2 separate regions of the Mus musculus genome follow, and region 1 is linked to region 2. Evidence: chromatin contacts called from public Hi-C data. All regions are on one chromosome and are shown on one strand. Each heading gives the region's core, a stretch centred on a gene start, on an enhancer-like site or on the middle of the called end of the contact. The rest is flanking DNA. Distances are from core to core; before and after follow the strand shown. Region 1 has its middle 73 kb from the start of n-TGccc3. Region 2 overlaps Gm42266 (a long non-coding RNA gene).

The links. A called contact is a pair of places that touch in the nucleus more often than the background predicts.
Region 1: a contact with region 2 is called in a Hi-C map of muscle stem cells, with 2.7 times the contacts expected there. The contact joins two enhancer-like sites. A contact is called at or near these places in 1 of 15 datasets of contacts at CTCF or cohesin (the NIH/3T3 cell line), 11 of 484 Hi-C or Micro-C datasets (CD4 T cells, adipose-derived mesenchymal stem cells, cranial neural crest and 5 more) and 1 of 115 datasets of contacts at active chromatin or transcription factors (CD8 T cells).

The regions. Positions count from the first base shown.
Region 1 is chr4:32,300,689-32,306,602 of GRCm38.p6, forward strand. It overlaps a transcript of Bach2 not described here. Among named protein-coding and RNA genes, the nearest start is that of n-TGccc3, 73 kb to the left of the region's middle. RefSeq lists an enhancer at 1,215-4,722. Within about 2 kb of position 3,248, at least 247 of the 459 cell types and tissues checked have an H3K27ac peak or open chromatin away from gene starts, as enhancers often do. A contact at or near this core is called in embryonic fibroblasts, muscle stem cells, myocytes and 1 more, where this site is marked.
Region 2 is chr4:32,177,305-32,183,635 of GRCm38.p6, forward strand. The region is part of intron 1 of Gm42266 (a long non-coding RNA gene); the gene reads right to left. Among named protein-coding and RNA genes, the nearest start is that of Gm42266, 6.3 kb to the right of the region's middle. Within about 2 kb of position 2,862, at least 159 of the 459 cell types and tissues checked have an H3K27ac peak or open chromatin away from gene starts, as enhancers often do. A contact at or near this core is called in embryonic fibroblasts, muscle stem cells, myocytes and 1 more, where this site is marked.

The DNA of each region.
Region 1 (5,914 bases), core at 1,998-4,497, 120 kb after region 2:
GTGTGGACTCTGCTGCCTGAAAGACCCACTCCGAACCAAAGCAGAAGTCTGTTGAATACTTTATAGAAAAAAATTCTAAGTTACATTTAGCATCTTGTAGGCCTCTAAGACATTCCTCTCCTTTGCTATTCAGTCCCCGACATCATATTCGAGCCCCTCAGAAGTAATGCTTGTGGCCATGTGTTGTGTGTGCGCTGGTAGGTAGGTACAGGACGATCGTGAGTCCGAGGCCTGCAAGAGCTTCCTAGTGATGTTAAGGTCAGCATGGACCCCACACACTAGAGATCCTGTCTTGGAAACAACAGAAGGTTCAGCTGTCCCAAAGCTTTGCCGCCCCTAGTGCGTAGCACTGCCTCACCCATGAGCAATACTTAGCAAGGGTTTAGTCAATAGCTTTTACTCAACTGCAGAGACATATCTAGATTTTACCTTAAACATGCATTCAGTGACATTTCACTGAAAACATGCGTTATAACATTAAAACACGTATACACAGATACGCAGACACACAGAGAGACAACCTACCACTACCACCACCAACAACAACAAATAACCACATCCCTATTGGACATTTCCCTTTCTTTCATCTCTCTAAGTGACAAGTCTTTTTTCCCCCTGATTTATTTCTAGAAATATCCTTTGGTTGACTCTTTCAGGCCACCCTATTTTTCCTGTCCTGGCCCTAAGCTATAACCTTTTCCTCATTCTTGGCATTGACTGTGCAAGCAGCTTAAATCCATTTCCCAGACTCAGCCTCCCTCTCCTACACTTGGATCTTGTGCTATTGCTTATGAGAAAACATCTGTACATCCTTTGACCTATACTGTGTATAAAATCTGTATCTCTGCTGCCCAGCAGTCACCACTATCCACAGGTAGCCAAAGTCCTGGAATTAAGACTAGTGCACATTGGTAGATGCTATATGTGAACAGTCCATATTATTTCAAGAGCCAGTGTAAAATGTAAAATATCTCATTAATAATTTGTATATTAAGACAGAGCATATTAAAATAATATATGCATACTGTTGTACTATAATATATATTACTTATAATATATATTTTATATATATTTGGGCTAATCATCTGGGTTATTTCCTAAAGCTTTCTAAATTACAAGTTCTCTTTGGCATCATTCTCTAAAACCTGCAAAAACAGAATCTTAATGGCTCTGTTAGCTAATGCAGCGTATATTGTGATTACGAAAGTATGGATCCACAAAGGCAGTGGGCTTAAGAAGTTTGCATAGTTAGTGGCCTTCCTGGCACCCTTGTTAGACTGAATAAACAGAACTCCCTGACAGATCCTCTCCAGTCTACCATGTGGGACAATCTGACATTCTGGTGAGTCACTTTCTAATGATAGTCTTTCTTTCGTTTTTTCGTATGTAAGAAACCAGCGTTTTAAATAAGATGTGGCAAATATTAATCCCTAATTAATGATCTCTTAATGCAGCAAAATGAATTGCAATTTCTACAGAAACAAGGAGACAATTTTTATGTATATCAGATACCCCAATATGCAGTTAAAAGAGTATAGAGTGCTTCAAATCCTGTGAAGGCGAAGCTCTAGGAAAATCCTATCAGTTCCAACAGCATGTACCATTTCTGCATGCTGTTAAAGTGCAGGCCTGGGGAAGCAGCTATGTTGGCAGAGTACTTATCTAGCATGAACAAAGCCCTAGGTTTGATCCGCAGCACCACATCACCCAGCATAACACACATAACACATTTGTAATCCCGGCATCAGGGGTTCAGGCAAGAGGAGGGAGATTATTTTTGCTGTGTGCTTTCACCCCTGGAAAATGCAGAAGGAAGAAGGCATTCTTCGGTCAGTCATCAGTTGCCTGAAAATGGCTGCGAGCTCCTGTTCCAGAGTGCCTGCCTCATCTGTCTCCCTGTTTCGTGTCTTGAAGTGGAAAGAACCATCAGAAAATTAAACAATAGCAGTCGAATACCTAGGAGCAGGAGGGATTGATTCCTGAAGTGAGTCAGGGGTGTGTCATCCTGTGTGACACTGACACCAAGCTAATTGAATGTTGAGACAAACATGCGTTTGCCTGTGTGTGTGTGTGTGTGTGTGCGAGCGAGTGCGCACTCACACATGTGTGAGTTAAAGCCTTCCTGTCAGTATGTGAAGTGACTGTGAAGGGCACCACAGCAAACTCTGGTTCTATCAAGAATGTACCTATTTTTAACATGCTGGATCAAGTGTCTGCAGTCATAGGGGATGAGGAAGGAGTAGAGAATGTGTGTGTGTGGGGGGGGGGAGACTGACTTGAGGAGATTCTGTAAAGGACCCTCTGGCGTGTTTACAGTTCAGCTGTGCATTCTTAATGGCTCCACTGCTGCCAGGTCAGGTAACATTTTCTTTGCATGTGATGAATGGCAGAGAATTCTCTTGCAAGGGAACCAAGGAGCTGGGAGGGGGGAAAGGGGAGGACAGGGATAAGAAACACACAGCTCCAGAGGGGTACAGCCCTTGCTTTGCAGTTGCCTGTGTGGATAGAAACCAGATGGCATGCTGGAACACCCGCTTGGCTATCTGAGGAGCCAAACATATGGCTAATGGTGGGGAGAGCGAGCCTCAGAGCCAGAGCTTTGCTGATGTTTCATATTACAGATTGTTACAGTGTGTCATTACATGGCAAACCTAAGTGCTTAATACCCACTGCAGGCGCTGGCCATACACTTACAAGAAGGACTGTTAACTCTTTGCTGGCTCTGAATGGAGGAGTGACATCATCGGGAGACTGAAAATGTCTGGTGTGGAGGAGAATTTTGTAGTGGAAACAATATTGTTTTAAAACGTGAGAAGCCATCACTCCACTGAATTCAGCTGTGCTCTGAGAACCTTTTTGTACGAGACTTTATTTCCCCTTCTCTTCCTATTTCTCTTTCTTTCTAACACACACACACACACACACACACACACACACACACACACACACACACACACTGAGGTTGGGGGGGGTGCTAAAATCAAAATCCAGGCTGCGACACCACTCTGGTGGGTCAGACAGCATGATCACCTGGAAGCCACATAGCTGCACTCAGAGGTCGCACATTTGAAGTTTCTGTTTGGGAAGCTCTGGGCAACAGCAGGTCTGTGTTATCTGAGGAGCTGCTGAGCCCATTCATCTGCTTTTCACAGCCCGCTTCCTTTTATTTTTAGCCAGATCCGTCAGGCCTGACAGGCGGGTAATTCGAGCCAGAGGAAGGGCAGCGCTCCAAGTCCTTTCCACAAAGCAATTCTTCTCCTCCCTCCTGGGAGGGCTCCAGACTTGGCCTGCTTCGGGCAGATGGATTTGTTGAGTCATGTGAGAGAGAGCATTTACACAAAAACACAGTGAGGCAGTGGAAATGAGACAGAAAGAAGGAAGGAGAGAAAAAAAGAAAGAAAGAAAGAAAGAGAGAGAGAGAGAGAGAGAGAGAGAGAGAAAGAAAGAAAGAAAGAAAGAAAGATAGATAGATAGATAGATAGATAGATAGATAGATAGATAGATAGATAGATAGATAGATAGAGTAGAGCAGCCAAAGCAGAAAGGAGGGTGAGTGAGCCAGGGAAGCTTGTGGCCTGCAGCGTGCAGCCTAGTGCAGGAATTCTGCAGCAGTCAGTGCCCGAGGAATGCCATAGAGGCTCTTGTATATAAGGTAATGTCTAGTTTACTGCATGGGTGGAACCCGGCTAGACGCTTCCTCTTTTTAGCAGAGGAAAGCAGTACTGGGAAACTTATATGTATGTATATATATATTTTTTACAAGCAGCACTCAGTAACAAAGACCACACTGTGACAGTGTTGGTTCCAGTAGCGGTAACTGACCAATGGGCTGCTTTAGAGAAAAAAATGAGTTTGCTTTGTGATGTAATACAAGTTTGCTTTGTCTGGACGCCAGCAAGACTGAGGACACAGAGGAGGGGGAAGAGGAAAATTGGACCAGGACTTTTGGTTAATGGTTTCCAGAGATCATTGAGAGAAGTTGAGTGGAGGGGGGAAAGTGGATAATGTGGAGAGTTGCTGTGAGGTATACCGTAATTACGGTAGGTAAAACAGAGCTTTTCCTATGGCTTCCGTGCTCAAGCTGATGTGAACGGTTTTGAAACGCTGAGGAAGGCATTGTTTCCCCCCACCCTGCCAGCACCCCCACCATGGCACTAGTTTCTCCTTTAGCATTTGGACAGTGAGAAGAACCAGATTCTACATTATGGGAAGCAGCATTAACTTCATGGATCGGTTTTGCTTACTCTTGGTACCACAGGCCTTTAAAACAGTCCGTGGAAACGGTCCCCGCTGCTCATTCATAAAGTTTGAATTAGTTTATATACAATAGTGCAGGAATTCTCCCGGTTTTGCAGAATGAAAGTCTGCCTAAGAGAAAAACGACCAAGTTATCTAAGTGTGCGATCCGTCCAATGGAAGAAAGCACACAGTGCAGAGATCAGGAAATACATGGACACTGAAATGGAAATGGAGAGACGAGGGAGTGACTTCATAGACAGCATCCCCGCAACCTTGCATTTATTCTGAACTCCACTAGTGCAGCCTTCCCCGCCCCCTTCTCAGCCTCCCTAGAATGTAGGTCAACTTCACCATGGCTCCTCATATTTTGTTAGCATTTTAAAAGTTGGAACATTTTGCCGATGTTTTGAGACGGAAATGTATTTAAGTTGCCTGGGTGGTTTCAGTAATTCTGGAACGGAGCTCTCACATTCCTGCTGTTGCTAGTCACCAGTGAACTGGAGTAGTCAGCATGCAGAAACAGCTTCAACTAGAACAAGCACAGCGCTCACAGTGTTGCTGATCAGACGCTCTGACGCTCACACCCCTCCACGTCCCTTCACGCTGCTCCGGTGATTCCGCTGCGCTCTTACAGGGCCGCTTTGAGTTATTATGCTTGAAGGAAGAATGAGGACATTTTTGTGGCTGTTGTGCATTTTAGGAATCCCAGACTACACAGCAGCGACATTATCATTATTTTGAAGTGGCTTTGTTTTAACCCTACTTTATAACATCGAGTCTTCCCTCTCCAGCAGGGCATCTCTTACCGCGTGGCTGATAGTTTGGACCAGGTAATAATTATGGAGAATGCACTATAGCTGAGACCTCACATCTTGAACCCCAAGCATGAAGTAGTGAGAGCAAACTGGAGGTAAAGGAGGCCTTTTCATTTCAAAGCCTGCCCCAGTGATGTACTTCCTCCAACAAGGCTGCACCGCCAGACCCTGGGGTCATTTTTTGTTCAAACCACAGCACGCGCTGGATCTGTGCTTTACCACTGAGCTTGTAGTTTATAGGTAAACTCAGCATTTGAAATGGAAATATTAGGTATATAAAGTTTCCTACATAGCAAACAAATGATTTTAGGGAGAATTCTGTCTGTCTGTCTCTGTCTCTCTCTTACACACACACACACACACACACACACACACACACACACACACACACACGCACGCACGCACGCACGCACGCACGCATGTGGATTGGGGAGGGAAAGGAGGAGAGGGAGACAGAGAGAGAGAGAAACTGAGACCTGGATTTTGTTCTTGAAGAACAGCCCCTTTCTTGTACTCTGGTCTCAGCAGGTAAAATCCCTCCAGGCTATATCATAGGTCTTTCCCCAGAGTTACACCAGAGGAAGTGGCCCTGCTATCAGAGCCCTGGAATGTTGATATCAGCAGCAAGGAAATGTCTCATTTTCACAGCACCCAGAGCTGGAGCCTTAAGCTCACCCACTCTGTATCCCATCCCAGAAAGAGAAAGGCCGATAGGGTAGGCTTTCTTCTTAGGAGCAGAGCCGACTTCCTTCCCATGCTGGTGACTGCAGTCTCCTTGAGAAGGAATGTGTGCCTTTCCACAGGAGAGGCAGGCATACATTTCCTGTTTATTTTGTGAGGACTGGTGTCAACTGCTATAA
Region 2 (6,331 bases), core at 1,612-4,111:
CTGGCAATTTGTGTAAGTTTGGTTGTGGGCCCATTAACCACACACACACACACACACACATGCACTACAACACACACTCAGACACAGACAGCACATCATATACACCACACATGCACATACATATGCACCACACATACACACACATATACACTATACCACACATACATACACACACAGCCACAGACTCATACATACACACATACAAACCTACACTCACACACACACACACACACACATCCATACAATCGCATATGCTCACAGACATACACACAGCATACCATATACATATACACCACACTATACATACACACGCATATATATATACCACACATACACATACATCATACCACACACACATACACACATACACAACTACCACCCCCCCACAGACTCAGCACACACTCATACAAACCCACACACACTCACACAAACACTCACACAATTTTTTATACAAACACATACAAACTCACACACACACACATACACACACACATACACACACAGCATACTACACACAGATACACACCACACTATACATACGCACACATATATCACACACACACTATGCCGCACATACCTACACACACACAAAACTATCACACACACATACAAACACACACACATTTTCACACACACTAACACACATTCAAACTCACACACACACACACACACACACACACACACCAATTGGCAGTGTTCCCCCCAGAAATGCTTCACAGACAGACAGACAGACATGGGTCCCTACTGAAGAGGTGAGTTAATATTCTTCCTGGTCATGTATCTTCAATGCCAGATGTTTTTTTGTGTCTGGAGTCAGGGATAAAGAACTTCAACTGTAGGGCTGGCACCTTCCTGGGGCCCAGAACTCCACCCGTTGCTGCCTGCTTTCTGCCACTCCTTCTCTTTGACTATGCCAACATGAGCATCTCTTTGCTGAGCATGCTTACCCTGGTTTATATAATCCACTCTACTTGCAGTAGCATTACTGGGCACCCACATCAATTCACTCTGCTGCCCCAGGAGTGTGGGGTATGCAGCTGTGCTCAGCCTTTCTCAAAACATCAGATCCATAAGCAAATTCTTTTCTCAGAGTTTTGCCAATTGTGCCCCACCTCTCTCGCATTGCTAATCTTCCTGTGCCCCGTCTTAACCACTGACTTGGTGTGTGGCATTTTCTTTCTTCTGTGCTATGGTGTGGACGTGACACTACTCAGGCGATGAGAAAATACATTTGCTGGGCTAAATTCTCCGTTTGAGGTGACTGAATCTCTCTAAATGGTAATTCCTTATAATGCAAAATGGATTCAAGCTTTTTGAAAACTCTGAACGTTTTTATGGACTGAGTCACAAGACATACTTTCCATCGGCTCGTTCATCTCTCTTCCTTATCTCTAGCTGATAGGTACTGTTACGTGTCCAATCTTCTTCCTCTCCACCACACTCAGACTGTGAAGTCTTAGCCCTTGTACCTAAGAACGTGACAATTTAGAAACAGGCATGCTACAGATGTGATGGATTAGGACGGGAAGATGATGCTGGAGCAGGAAGGACCCCCACACACACCCAGTATTGGTGTCCTTATTACCAGAGGACACTCAGAGTTGTACACGCAAGGGTAGCATCCTGTGCCAAAGCAGGCAAGAATCGTGCTTCTACAAGCCAAGAGCACAGAACACAGCCAGCGACCATCTCAAGCCCACCTCCATCTCAGACTACTCAGCTCCAGAATTTTGAGAAAAGAAATCTCTGCTAAGCCACTCTGTTAGTGGAGCTTACAACAGTCCTAAGCACCTCACACAAGAACCACATTTGGATACCTTCATCTAGGCTTTTCTTTAAATGACCAAGAACAGCACTGGAGGGATCTCGGCTTAAGAAGTAAACATACTTGCCACTAAGCCCGATGCGCTGAGTTTGGTCCTCAGAACCATGTGATGTATGAAGAGACCTAACTGATAATCAGAGTTGTTCTCTAATCTCCGTGAGTGCCCAGCACATGCAAACACACACAGACACACAAAATTAAATAAATAAATGTAAACAAATTATCAAGAACAAATCTTTAACAGTTGAAGTCTGATTTCTTTGCCAGTTGTTACACCACACACACATACACACACACACACACACACACACACACACCACACACCACACATACCACACACACCACACACACCACACACCTCACACACACACATACATACACACACACACCACACCACACATACCACACACACACCACACACCACACACACACCACACACACACACACACACCACACATACCACACACACCTCACACCTCACACACACACATACATACACACACACACACCACACCACACACACACACACACACACACACACACACACACACACACACACACGTCCACACCCAAACACAGAGCTGTGTGTGGGATTGGTTCCACTGAGCAGCTGTTGGGAATGCTCCATACACCATGCTGTAATAGCCAGCGTCAGGAGGGCCGATGTCTTCTTACGCTCCATTCTGACTTAGTGAAAAACATAGAAGAAGAAAAAAAACCAGCACACTTACACACTCATTGGTTTAGGCCCTGTCATGATTCCTTTTAAGAAGCTGCCAATAGATTTTAGTCATGTTCTGGCAAAGGTTTCCCCGACCACAAACACTACATAGTTGCTGAATGAGTCACTACCTTGAGTAATCTAATTCCTTGACCAGTGCATGCCTGCTGCTCACAGCTCACAGCTCAGCGTCTGCTTGTGGGTTTTGTTTTGATGGGTTCCCTGAAGTTTCTTAAATGCTTTCTAAGGGTCAAGTTAAAGACTTACTATGAATCCTTTGGGAGTCAGTGGCATGTGAACTGGCCAGTTGTCAGGAACCAAAACGCTAAGTTTCATTAAGCCTTCTCATGCGGTAAGCACGGCTCCATGTGCCCTTAACACCAGGGGAAGCGGCAAGTGTGAACTCGAAACTTTTCTCTCAAGCTGTAAGCCTTTTTGCTAAAGAATCCAGGAGGGGAAAGGGGAGAGGAACAGAAGGGCTTCTGGGGAAAGATGTCAGGGGAGCGGAGCCCACCCATGTCTCCAGACAGGCTCGGGAATTCAGCATGTCCACCAGACGTCTGGATGCCTTAGAAAGAGCAGAACAAAACTATAACCAAACGGTTATTTCTATCGAAGACTAAATAAACCAAATAGACCTCTGGGCTTATTTTTACATTTATGTGTGGCTAAAAGATGTTTTCCTTATAGACATGTTCTAATCAGAAGAATCCTTATGTGCATGTGTGTTTCTGTGTGTGTGTGTGTATGTTTGTGTGTAAATGTGTCTGAGTATATGTGTCTCTGTGTGTGCATGTGTGTGTGTCTGTGTGTCTATATGTGTGTCTGTGTGTGTATGTGTATATATGTGTCTACATGTGTGTCTCTGTGTGTGTCTGTATCTGTTTCCATGTGTATGTCTATGTATGTGTGTGTGTCTCTGTGTGTGTTTGTGTGTGTCTCTGTGGCTGTGTCTACATGTATGCCTTTGTGTGTATGTCTGTGTCTGTTTGTCAATATCTCTGTGTGTGTCTGTGTGTCTGTGCATATATGTGTCTGTGTCTGTCTGTCTGTGTGTATGTCTATGTGTGTCTTTGTGTCTATGTGTCTATGTGTGTGTCTGTGTCTATGTGTGTGTATGTCTGTGTCTATGTGAGTGCACCTGTGTGCACATGCAGGTGGAGATCTGAGGTCAACCTTTGCTGTCGTTCCTTATTATATTACTTTTCTGTGACTGTGATAAAGTAACCATGACCAAAAGCAACTGAAAGACAATATTTATTTTAGCCCCAGAAGGATAAGATACTGTTTTGGTAGCAAGAAGTCACATCTCCATCTACACACGGGACGCACAGAAAGTGAACGAAGGGTGGAACAATGCTATACACTCTCACAGACCTCCTCCAGTTCTGTACTTCCTTCAGGAAGACTCCACTTCCTAAGAGTCCCGTAACCTCCCCAAACAGCACCACCACCTGGGACCAAGCGTTTATACATGCGACTCTATAAGGGACATTTCTGTTAGCGCACCACACAAAGAGCCATCAACCATGAATTTTGACAGTGTCTGTCACTGAACCTGAACTCACCAATTAGGCTAGGCCGTTGTTATGTGACAAGACTTTCCTGGGGAGACATAACACACACATCTACTCACCCCACATAGGACACCCATGACATATCAAAGAATGGATATCACCAAAGTCAATACAGTGAACCATAAGTTTTATTGGGGTTAGTTAAAGGAATATGGATGAGAGGTCACTTACAAGAGCAGAAATGACTTAAAGATAGTTGCATCATCAAAGCTCATCCCAGTATGGGTGACAGCTCAGAAAAGTTAGAAACCGGGAGCACACTGAACAGCCTACAGGCTGCTCAAAAGGTTGGAGAGTGTCCTTCCCCAGTGTCTTGATCTCTGTTTCTTCTAGAAAGCTTGTCCTGTTTCAGTCTCTTTTTTGCCGCCCATCTTGTCTGAGTCTTTGCTTACTCTTGGAAGGGAGGGACCTAGTGAATTTGATTAGTTTCAGGAACTTCCTGAGGCCATTTTGTGTTATCTTCTGGCTAAGGAGCTGGCTATCCAAAGAGCTTGAGGATCTACCTGTCTCCATCTCCACACAATTGGGGTTATAAGAGCATAACAGCACCCCCACATATTCTGCTATTTTTGAGACAAAGTCTGGCCTGGAAGTTGACATGTAGACTCATCATCATCTGCCTGCCTCTGCCTTCCAAGTGCTGGGATTAAAGGCAAACCACCTTCCTTTTCTCTAGTCTGCCACAGGAGGTGCTCCCCACATTTAGGGTGGATCTTCCCACTTCAAATAATATAAGGAAATTCTTGGGAATGCCTAGCATCTTGCTTCTTAGTTAGTTCTAGATCAATTCAAGTTGACCACCAAGATTAACTATCATGGTAGTATTTAGCATCTACTCATGGAAGAAGGAAAATCTGAGACTAAAGGATTTAGAGAAAGCCGGCCAGACACTAATGAAATTCTCCTTATAAGAAAACTACAATATTTAAAATGCCTCTGTCTACCATCCCTAAAATATAAAATATTTCCTAGTTAGAAACAAAGAATCTGGGCTGGGGAGATACTCGGTCTGAGGAGTGCAAACCATGGATCTCCAGAATCCACATAGAGAGTCAGGAAATAATTTTTTTCTTTATATCTTTCTGTTTACTGTTGCTCTTATTGGCAAGCTCATCTATCCTATCGCTGCTCTTTTTCTTTCCATCACTGACACTAGAACCAGCTTCTTCAGGTTTCCCAGGTAAAATGAAGACTGGCAACCCTCCAGGGTCCCTCCAGGTTTTCAACACCAAATTGAGACTACGGAAGCATCCAACCCCACGAACTAATCAACAATGAGATTCCTGGCTTCTCCAGTGTGAGACAGCCACTGAGGGACTGTCAGACCATGTTGTATCAGCCAGTTTCCTAAATCCATTTTTTTTTCTTACTAAATCCAATTTTAACATATATCTTGTCCATCAGTTCTGTTCCTCTAGAGAACTCTGGTTAACACAGTATGGAAACTGAAGTGGGAGAAATGGAATAGAAGTTCCAGGAATTCACTTCAACCACGTCATGCTATCCTCTAACATCACTGAATAACAGTATTAGGTCTCAAGCATCTGCCCTGGCTGGGGAGGCCTTCACAGCAGCTGAAGAGTAGCCATTTAACCACATCATTCAAGATTTACATTTTAAAGGCAATATACAACTCCCATAAAAACCAGCTCTGTTTTCAAAACAGCTTTAAGAACAGACATGGTGCAACTGTAAAGATCAAAGACCCCAAATGATATGATACAGTGGAAGGGAGTCCAAAGACGCGTCACTCTGCACTTTTTATTCTCTACCTACTAAGGCAGCTTGCCTTGAAGAGACCGTCGACACAGAAAAAGCTGCCTTTAACTCAGATCACACCCCTCCCTGCCTTAGGACACTGCTTCCCCATCTGCAGATCAAGGTTAAGGCTACTGATGCTCTCACAGATGAAGAGAGGAAAGCCAAGAAATGCCAGTGAGAGAAGGTGATAGACCAGAGGAATAGCCCACACATTCGCCATTCTCTCCATCAAAAGGTGGGTCACCATGAGCCCAAGTAACTGGAGCTATCTTGAAAAAGAACAAAGGCATCATGTTTTGTGATTGCAATTTATATTTAAAAGTTATAGTAGTCAAGACATTTTTACTGCCATAAAAACAGACACATAGGTCAATGGAACAAAACCCCAACTATCTAAAGTCAACAGATCTTCAACAAGGCCATCAAGAAGATACAACAGAGAAAGGG